Linked DNA regions of Mus musculus: region 2 is linked to region 1. A link is a contact called in public HiChIP or PLAC-seq data. All regions are on one chromosome and are shown on one strand. Each heading gives the region's core, a stretch centred on a gene start, on an enhancer-like site or on the middle of the called end of the contact. The rest is flanking DNA. Distances are from core to core; before and after follow the strand shown.

Region 1 (5,421 bases), core at 1,275-3,774:
AATTTATACTCTGATAATTTCATATGTGCATACACTTAATCTTTATTTACATATACACCTGAGTCCCCTTGTTATTTCATCTGAGATCCTGAACCCCTCCCTACTCCTTGTCCTTTCATCCTTCGTAGTGTAGTAGGTCTTCTCTAGGGTCCATGACATGTCCAGCCACAGGCCCTTGGCTACGTTTACAGCACCATGCAAGGATTTCCTGTTGCCTGGGCCATAAAACCCATGAGAGAGCTGTTTGTCATCCCCAAGAGAGTCATGCTCCGATTGTTCCACTGGGCATATTTTTCTAAGCAACTAGTTCTTAGCAGTTTGCATAAATGTCTTCTGACACCATGGGAGCTACTTCTCAGACGAGCTTTCCTGATCAGTTCCTGCTTAATTCATCTAAGCCCTATGTCTGGAGTGTGTACTATCTTCATCACCATATATCATGCTCACATCTGGGAGGTAACCAAGGACAATGACAATAGAATGCATTGTTTTGTTTGACTCTTGGAGTTGCTCTCACCACCAATTAAGAACTAGAAGTGTGTTTCCAGTGACTGGCATGGAGGTTTAAGTTAGGGGTTTACGGCAATTTGGAAGAGCGTTAATATCAAATGTTGCATAACTGCATTTCAGCTGAACACACACACAAAATGTTAGTACCAGCAATTTGAATATTCACTGTTTTAGTTGTCATTATAAAAATGTAAACTATAAAAAATTCTCCAAATATAACTTTGATATTTAATATTCATTCATTATCTACAGATAATTTTTGGTGTAAACTATTCTGAAGTGATGGTGCATAAGGGCGGCCCATATTGGCATTAGCTTTGATTCTCAGTGAAACGATCATTTAGGAACTATCACCATTATCCTCCTCACTGAACTGATCAAATTCCACTCCTGAATTAAACTCCCATCCGTTTCACAAAGAGATGGAAGAGTACAAGGAGCACTGATGTCTCAGATAAGAAAATATCTTTTCATGGCTCTTAATTTCTTAGGCGACGGAATAGTTTATTCCCTTGGGTTAACTGAGAACCACCCAGAAAATTTACAGAAAGTCACACTGCTAGGGAATTACCGAGCCTTAGGTTTTCAGGTTGTCTGGTGTTATTCCCCTGTCATTGTTCTGAAAATACTAACCTCTTACTTCTCAAAATTACCCTCCTGCCACTGCAGCTGTTTATTAACTCCAATCCTCTTAAGTGGTTTACCCAATTCTATTGTAGTGCATAAAATACCATTTTGTTCTTGCTAGTTAAGAGGTTTATTGCATAGAAATTGAGTACCCACTACGTTCAATAGCACAGAGTGGGTATTCAATTTAGTATTTAAGCGAATTAGTGAATTTCAGCTGGGACTCCAGGACGAAGGCAGAGAGGTGGGAGGGACAACTGAGAAAAGAGGGCCAGAGCATGATTCTTAGAGAAGCACTTCCTAAAAATATGGTGCTACTGTTTTTAATCTGAGGAGTTTATGAGCAGAAAGTACAAGTTTTCTTGAAGCAGGCCATTTAACCAGAGCCTGCATTTGAAACAATCTGCACAAGCTCATCTGATAAGGGCTTCATTTTTCAAGGAAGTCTGAGCAACCTTCTCTTTTATCTGGATCTCTGGATCTGGCTTTCAGCAAAACCTTTAAGACATATTGGGGCTATTCCAGGCCCACTTAGTAGACACTGGATGCCTTGTCTGGAGAGAGGACTGAGCAGTCGGTAGCATCACCCACCAACCAGGCATTACCAGGGTACAGAGTACGTATACTATGTAGCAGGAAGTGGTTCTTTTATTAATCAGGGGGTTTTAACAATGATATGCTTGCTTTTTCAATGTCACCAATGCCCACTCATCAATATCTGGAGCTAGAATCCTATTACAGTTAGGTACTTTTAATCTATACCCTATTACGGTAGCTTTAGGGAGGATTAATATTATTTAACTTCAAATTGATCGTCATGTAGAAATATACAATTATGTATTGAGAAAGATACAGACATATGTCACATTTAAAAAGTGGGCAATGAAATTGAAAGGTAGGTTCCCTGGAAAATTTGGAAGGAGAAAAATGAAAAGGTGGAAATGATGTAAGTGTATTATATAACCTCAAATAATAAAATATTATAAAAATATAAAATGGAATTCTTTAAATAGTCTCAAACTTTTAAAAATCCACAATATTCTGTTTGATTTCATTTAAAAGGTTCAGATATTTTCCTCTTGTGCCATCTTTTTTAATGTGTTAAATTCTTTTACATAAACTGAGAAAATAAGTTTTGTTTTCCAAACCATTACACCCTTAGTAATTACCGTAGCCATGTCAAAGGTGTGAGCTAAGAATTATATCATAGAATACAGCACCGAGAATACAGTACAGAGTTACCAAATAATTACGGTAAGGAAGGAAAGGAAAAAAAAAAAAAAAAAAAAAAGAAACCTTCAACCAAGCAGACACTGAAGTCACATCCTGACCAGAGGAGGAAGTGTCACATCAGACACTTCCTCAGTGCTATCAGATGCTGGGTATCACGGAGAGCACCCGTGCCTGCTCTCAGTTGTCTCTGTAACAGCAGCAACTGTGCTCACTAGAGGTGGCCAGAATTCAAAATGCTAAAGAGGAAGCCATCCAATGCCTCAGACAAGGAGAAACACCAAAAACCGAAGGTAAGTTTATTTTCTTACAGAGTAAAACTAACCAAATACTGTACTAGAAAGCAACACTTACTTGCAAATGTATAACACAGACACACCAGACACACACACACACACACACACACACACACACACATACCATTTACACATACGCACATATACGTGTATACACACACATACACAAACTCATTCAAGCACACAACACATTCAAACAAACCACACAGTGACATACATCTCTCTCTCTCTCTCTCTCTCTCTCTCTCTCTCTCTCTCACACACACACACACACACACACACACACACACACACACACACACAAGCATACATGCACACTCACAGCCTACATCATCACCCTACTACTTACATGACATTTTATCTGTCACTTCTAAATTAATTTAAGTAGAGGACTAAGTGCATCAAAATACATATGGAAGAATTTGCATACTGATGAGCAATTATGGTCTTCACAATTGTGTATTAGATTCAACCCTTTATGTTGTTAGCTAAGATTGGGTTAGGATAATTTTATGGAACTCTGTTTGGTGGCCTCCACTTAACCATTAATATCATGAATTCTCTGCCTATTTTTCATTCCTTGGTTGTTCAATATCTTACCAGTGTTCTGAAGGAATTATTTTATCTGTTAAATTGTAGATATTTAAAATACATAACAGTAAGAAGACTAAAATGGAGAAATTTTAGGTTAGTTTTTTAAAATTCTTTTTGTAATTTGAATGTTCAGCTATGATATCTTGTAGTAGACATGCATTTTCACATTGTCATTAGAGAGAATTGTGCCCTATTTTGAGAAGACACAAAATTTATAAATTAGTAAATTTGATAAGCCAGTCTTATGTAGTATGTTCTTTTATTCTTTCTCTTGATAACAATTGGCATTAAAAATAATATAGGAAAAGCCAAGTTTACATTCTTATAGAACTTTAAACGTCATTTACTAGTAACATTAATTTCTTTAGTATGAAGTTGTGATGTCAGAAAATTTCTGTCCTGTTTATACATTCCTAACGTTTCTCAAATAAATTCAATCTTTTTGTTGGTGAGATAAATACTAGTGGATTCTTTGTTTTTAAGGAGTTTACACTTTGTCATCAGCTTTTATTTCTCATTGGGAGAGAGACAGTTTGGGGACTGATTTTCCTTCTGAACTGAGTAGGCACAGGACAGTCTTCAACGGTTTAAAACCTTTGGCAAAAGATCTGAAGTAAACTGAGAATTCATTATTTCCAAGTACAGGAAACTAAAACTAGATGATTTTCAACATTATTGTTTCTAATGCAAAAAAAGTCAACAAAGGTTAAACAAGCATCTTAGAAACACATAGTACAAAAATATATTGCACTTTCTGTTTTTTCATTACTAAAATAAAAATTCACAGCAACACATCCCAAAATATCCAAGAAAGGTTTTTCAAAGAATCATTTTTTATTTCTTCATATGATTATATTTGTTGTGAGCTGAGCTCTATCTCAAGTCTCATATGATTGTTTTTTATGTAAAATAGCACTGATTAAATAAAAATATTCAGTTGATCATATTTTGGGAATATTACAAAAATTGATAAAAAGTGGCTTACCTCAAAATTTTTCAAAAATGACACTTGACTATTTCATAAGGACTGTATTGCACATTATATTGTCAGTATATCATTTCACTAAACTGTTTTCAAAATGATCTTTCATTATTGGCAATGGTCTTAATCACAGTAATTACTAGAGTAGATGTGAACTATTGGTCATCTTATTGATGTTTGCATATATAAAATAAAAACACACTCAATGCACCTGAGAAAAAAAATATATCACAAGAAATAGTCACACTGAAGACATATATGGATTTAATTTTTTTGCTGTGACACTAATAGCCCTCCAATTGCTATAATTATGTCTTAGAAACAATTCTTACAAATTCATAGTTTTCAATAGAAAACTTTTGCATATTTCATAAATAAAACATATAATCCATAGGACATGGTAAGAGCACATGATATTCTGATCCTTACACAGATGGCTATTTGAAGGGGTACAAGCTCCCCCACCTATAAGAAGGGAGTGTGACATCTGTCTAGAAAGACACAATAGGGCTAGCAAGCAACTGTCCTGAAATACAGGATGTAACTGTTTATACTGATTATCTATCAGATGATCGTTTCCATATCCTGACCCTGTGCTGTGTGCTCACAAGTATGGAGGGGATTTCCTTGGTTTTATTGTGACTCACCATATGCTACATTTTAAAACTATAAATTAAGGGTTTTGGATAAAGCTGCATGGTCTAGCATCTCTTCTGTCCATAGGTTTAATCCTCTCACACCACACGCAGGAGAAATCTATTATATCTGATATTACCTTAAATAAAAGCTAATGAACTTTTTGTTTAAATAGAACACCCATGGGTACTAAATTATATGGGAGTAAGAAGTTCTTGGATCCTATTAAATAGAAAGATGACTATACATAATTAAAATGTAGCATCTTCTAGTGAAATGGTAAGTTGAGGGTGAGGGTACAGCTCAGTCTATAAAATACTTTCCATGCAAGCATGATGACCTGCAGTAGTTCATCAGAACCTCTGTGAAACTTACAGTGGGGTGTTATGTGTCCCTTAAGCCAGCACTTGGGAGGCAGATACAGGCATAGACCTGGGCATAATGGTCCTGCTAGCCTAGTTAGGAAGACTCAACTAGTGAAAACCACTGTTTCAAATCAAAGACCAAGGCAGACAACATCTGAGAAGGAATAGCACCTGAGATTGT
Region 2 (5,421 bases), core at 2,167-4,666, 53 kb after region 1:
TAAATTTATATTTCTCACTTACCAATGAGTGTGAATAAAATGTATATTTATTAAGTACTATGTGTTAAAGTTTACCTGCCTGTATTAGAAAAAAAAGACATGATGCAAGCCCATGTGTGGTATGTACTGTATTCGTCTCTATTTCATAAGTGTAAAAAATATAGACATGGAGACCACGTACTAATATATATTATTGAATTTTTTTTATAGAAGAAGTTTCAGTTTAACTAATTTCTATAGGTAGAATATATACTCATTTTTGAAGTACTGGGAAGTTGGGGACTGAGATTAGAGACTTGTTTTCAAAGATGGAGTTTTAGTAACAATTTTCTGTTTGTTTCTTCACTCTGTTATCTGATATGCAGAGAGAGTTAACAATATATTGTCTGTTTTGGCTAAGTAAACATAGTTGTAGAGATGTCTAGTAAACAAGGATGTTTTGTCTTTATATGTAAATATTTTTTAATTTTCTATATCCTAATAATAACAAAATAAACTATGTACATATTATATCTGCTAGACTAAAGTTATTTGGAGTATTTTAACATAATTTAAAGAAAGTTTCTGTTAGACCACATTGTACAGTCAGGCCTAGGTAGGACGTTGTAGTGATTCCCAAACCATCTTCTAACTCTAGATCCACGTTACTGAACTTTGTGAACACTCCAGACTTCAGCTTGATGTGCCCAAACCTTTCATTTTACCCATAAAATTGTCTTTCTTCTTTTATTTCTACTCCACCTTTTTATTTCCAAAACAAGGAGCTACTCAGTGAAATAGAAGGTCATTTTGTTCTTTGCCCTTCATGTATCTTCCTCAGACAAATTCACCTATGAAGTCCTGTGGATGCTACCTCTAGAAAGTCTTCCATATCCATAGCACTCCATTCATATTCAGGGCTGCTATCACGGTTTGAACTCTGGTGTGGAATGCTGCAACATCTTTCCAATCAATATCCCACCTTCACATCCATCCCTACACAGCCTCTAGAAAAGTCTTTACGACTCCGATAAAATCATTCCGCTTGCTTGAAGGATTTGATGGCCTCTCGTTAATTTTAGCACAACATGTAAATGTACATAAGTTCGTTGCCAAGTACTTTTAACCTTTCTTGTGAGTCCTCTCTCTCACCCCGCTTTTCAATGCACAATCTGACCATACCAATCTACTAACAGGCTTCCAAATTCACTGTTCTCTCCATGAATTTCCATGTGCCAGCTATTTTTCCATTGTTTACCCTGACATTTTGTTTCACCTGACTCGTCCCTCTACTCTGTCCCGAAACTACCATAAAAGAGTTGCCTGGTGTGTGAAAGTTTTGTGAACCCCCCTCTGTATTTTCCTCTGAGTGTTTTCACGTCTCTTTCTATATTGCTGGCTGCAGAAATTCTCTATTTATTTACATAGAAGCTCATTTTACACGAGACTGTGATTGCCTCATGACAGAATTTATTTGCCTAGGCTTTAAATACCCAGTATGGAGCCAAACCTATTACAGAAGGAACATTTAGAAAATAGGTGCTAGGGTATATTGAGCATGGCAATTATTTTCCATATACAACTGGAATATTGTTTTTTATATCAGTTAGTAAGTCACTCATAACTACTTATAGGTGAATGCCTCCAAGTCACCTAAAAGTTTTTAAAGAAAATGTGGAGTTGGAGAGATGGCTCAGTGCTTAAGAGTGCTTGCTCCTCAATCATGAGATACGAGATTGGATCAGGGCAACCAAGCGGGGTGGCTCACAAACATTTGTAAATCCAACTCCAAGGGAGCAGGTGCTCTAGAGATTCCGGCCTTCATGAATATCCTCCCACATACAGACACACACACACAGACACACACACACAAACAGACACACACACACACAGACACATACATACATACATACATACACACACATCTTTAAAAATGAAATAAATAACAGGTAATAAAACTCAGGCAAGGTAAAATATTCTGAATGCTGAGAACAACCCAATAGTTTTAGTCTCCGGCATCTTTAACACACCTAATCTCACCAACATCCCCACATCAAGTGTGTTGCATGTGCATCTCTTTCCTTCCCAGCAAACCCGGTGTTTTCCTGACTGTGGTGACCACTGTTAGCAGACTAGTCTAGAAACTGTTCTTGGACACAGCACAGGCACTAATGTCATTAATTTTTAAACTGCCCTACCCCTACTCTCTCATGTTGTTTAAAAGAACGTAACTTTTTTATGGCAAGGCGAGGAAATTCTAGATTGGAAAGTAACTACAGAATAACAAAACAATGCCAGTCTATTCCTAATGAGTAAAACTTTTTCCCAATTTCTATCCCTTGAAAATGAAAGTTTCATGCCAGTTGAGGATTTAGGGATATTCTAAAGAGGCTTTGGGGAGATACAAGCAAAGAAAGTCTGAGTTCTTACAAAAGGGAGAAAAGAGAAAAGTTAAAAACAAAACAAAACAAAACAAAAACAAAATAAACAAACAAAACTGAAGAAGTGTTAAGTAGCCAGGAGAAAGAGCTGATGAGGACACACCTACAGGAGTGAGTCTGGCATCAGTGTGATCAGTGCCAAAGAGGTCAAATCAGAAGAAAGAGATCAGGTTCTCACCCACTGCCCATACACAGAGCACTGACTGGAGCAACGCAGAAAAGCAAGAAAGACCTTATGCAAAACTCTATGTCCTGCTGCCTTTTCTAGAAGAAAGTCTGGGCTCTTTAAGAGCAGATGAGAAGAGTCAGAAAGCCATGAAGTTAATATTTACAGGATATTCTTATTGGTTCTGAAGGTTCAAACCTGGCAAGTTGCCCAATCACATTCATTACTTAAACTGGTTCAATAAAGGTCTTTTGGACCAAAGAATGTGCATCAGGAAGACAGCAGAATCTAGCTGTTTGAGCTAGTAGTTCCCAGGTAGCTTTATACAGCTGTAAACCCTCTCTAGTATGCAGCGATTAACTTATCCCAGAGGTTTCTGATATTAGCAAATTTAGCTCTGACAGTAGAGAAGGCTAGAGAAAATTTATTCCCATTAAATAAATAAAATGTTCTAATATAACAGCAATATTCAGTCCTTGGGGCTAAATCCTACAGCATGTATATATACGGCAAGAACTGTATCACTCCTGCCCCTCTGTCTCTCTCTGCCTCTCTGCCTCTCTATCTCTCGATGTCTCTCTCTCTGTCTCTCTCTGTCTCTCTCTCTCTCTCTCTCTCTCTCTCTCTCTCTCTGTGTGTGTGTGTGTGTGTGTGTCTTTCTCTCACTGTTTCTGTCTCTTCTTGTCTGTCTGTCTGTCTACATAAGGTTCAGAATGGCCTTATTCTTTGTGATCCCCCTGCCCCTGCCTCCTGAGTTACTAGAATTACAGGCCTGCCCCATCAGATCAAGTTCAGGTTTTTTACTTTGTTTGTTTTTTGATAAATACAAAATTCAGACCATTTCGGTTCTGGTTTTCCATCAACTCTATAACTGATATGTATGAACCTGAACAGTATCTTTAACTAAAGTGTGTTATTAGTGACTTTTTATTTTTTTTAATCAGATTGCTAAGAGAGATCGACGGAAAGAAAACTAAAAAGAGTGCTCAGTAGCTGACTATTAGGTTTCAGTCATGTTCCATTGCACTGAGGTTATAGCTACGTGTTTTGCAACTTCCTGAGTGTGGCAAAATGATGACATTTAATGTTGAGAAATTTCCGCTGTAAGCGTTAGGTTCTGAGAACAATATATGATGACATTTTAGATAACCCCTCCTCTTACGCAGCACTGCTCTATACTGCCACCAAAAGCGCTCCTATCTAAGTAGCATTGAGGCTTCCAATACTCTTGATAGAGGGAGTGGCCCTACTAAATTTATGAAAAGTTTCAGAGATTAGTCAATAAAACCTAGCTAGAGGTTTACTTTGATAGGTGTTTGAGCTGTGGGAAATCAAATAGAACTAACCCTAATTTTGTTCAACCTCCATGTAACTGCGGAATTCCTCTGCACACTCTTTGTGTATGTATGCCTATAAACTAAAGGTTATGGAGTTGAGTCATCTGCTTTCAAGAACTGTGTGACAATATTCAAGCATTTATCACAAAAAGGTGATCTTTTTAAATCTAAAAGTGGTATAAATTATAGGATGTATATATGAAGTACTCAATACAATCCAGGTAGTATTTGTATGAAAGCCACTACAATTTTTATATATACAACTTCATTTCCCCCCACTAAGTTCTAGTCGAAAGATAGAAGCAGTAATCACTGTATAATCATACAGGTATTTACTCATAGTATCTTGAAATTTTTCATACATAAATGGCCTGAGATCTAAAGAACAATTTTGCTGTCCAGAAGCAATGAAAGAGAGTCAGCTCATAGAGAACTCAGCTCATAAGTTTTACCTGACACATTATTTCATTGTTTGCACCTGATCAGTTCAGAAAGACACAATACTGCACTCAGCCTTGGTTCAACACTCTTGGACATGAAAGGAATAATTTTAAGAATGAATTATTAAATATATAAATTATTATTTATTTTAATGAATGAAAAATTAAAATTGGGATTGTTAGTGTCATGGGCCTTGGTTTCTCACAAATGACAGAGCCTCAATTGATTGAGCAATGGGCAACAGAGAATCCCTTAAGAAGGCACTGTTAATGTGAGTATTTGCATATATATGGAGCCTGTGCACATTGGGGCATAAGATTCCATGGGCTATCAAAATGCTAACATGTTACAAAGAATGTATATGGGCTTTCCATTACCCCACTTCCACATCTGCATCATGAAAACTTCTCATGTGTCCATTTGCAACACTTAGTTTTGTTCTGTGTTATATTTTACAAATGTAAAAACTATAAAGGAATGAAAGCTGGGTTTAGCAGATTCTGTGATATCTTGGACCTTCTGGGATCCCATGTATGCCCAAGAGCAGAACACTGTTTCTTCATAGGGCAGGAGTGGAATAGTGATGCACATGGCTAAGGATCATTTTCTCTTTTAAGTTTTTGGGCACCAGGCCAATAAAATGGGCAGGAACCCTACGCAGCATTTGCAGAGGAAGATGGGGGTGAAAACCACTTCTGGCATACTTTGTCCATATAAATTATACTTGTTTGCAATTCATCAAGTCGTTCGCTCTCTTATATCCATATGTAATGTAAAAGGATCATCTTTCTCTGAAGCTCAATAATGATGCACAACTCAAAATGTGATAGAATCAGCTAAAAGAAAGCAGATGGAAGGCTTTTCCCCGATATGCATATTCATAACAATATAGAGAACTCAACAAAAGGAGATGCACAGAGCTCATGCCCGAAGGCTACACGGACTCATGCACAGTAGTAACTTTGTTTTCTGCAACTGTTCTTCAAACCTTTACTCATTTCTTCTCGAAGCATTCACTGAAAATGCCCTGGGGGGGGGGGGAATCTGCCTCTCTTTA

Evidence for each region. HiChIP or PLAC-seq counts read pairs in DNA pulled down with a chosen protein or histone mark.
Region 2: a contact with region 1 is called in a BATF HiChIP or PLAC-seq map of CD8 T cells, with 24 read pairs. The contact joins the enhancer-like site here to the promoter of Samsn1 in region 1. A contact is called at or near these places in 1 of 39 promoter capture datasets (macrophages), 1 of 15 datasets of contacts at CTCF or cohesin (CD8 T cells), 18 of 484 Hi-C or Micro-C datasets (the Ba/F3 cell line, CD4 T cells, CD8 T cells and 11 more), 7 of 115 datasets of contacts at active chromatin or transcription factors (CD8 T cells, the HPC-7 cell line, bone marrow-derived macrophages and 4 more) and 2 of 9 other capture datasets (adipose tissue and liver).

Annotation. Positions count from the first base shown.
Region 1 is chr16:75,906,369-75,911,789 of GRCm38.p6, reverse strand. It overlaps Samsn1 (SAM domain, SH3 domain and nuclear localization signals, 1), which reads left to right and starts at 2,524. Exons shown (of 8, transcript NM_023380.2): 1 at 2,524-2,660. The coding sequence starts at 2,604.
Region 2 is chr16:75,853,891-75,859,311 of GRCm38.p6, reverse strand. It overlaps Samsn1 (SAM domain, SH3 domain and nuclear localization signals, 1), which reads left to right. Exons shown (of 8, transcript NM_023380.2): 8 at 1-518. Among named protein-coding and RNA genes, the nearest start is that of Samsn1, 53 kb to the left of the region's middle. Within about 2 kb of position 3,416, at least 95 of the 459 cell types and tissues checked have an H3K27ac peak or open chromatin away from gene starts, as enhancers often do. A contact at or near this core is called in the Ba/F3 cell line, CD8 T cells, the HPC-7 cell line and 12 more, where this site is marked.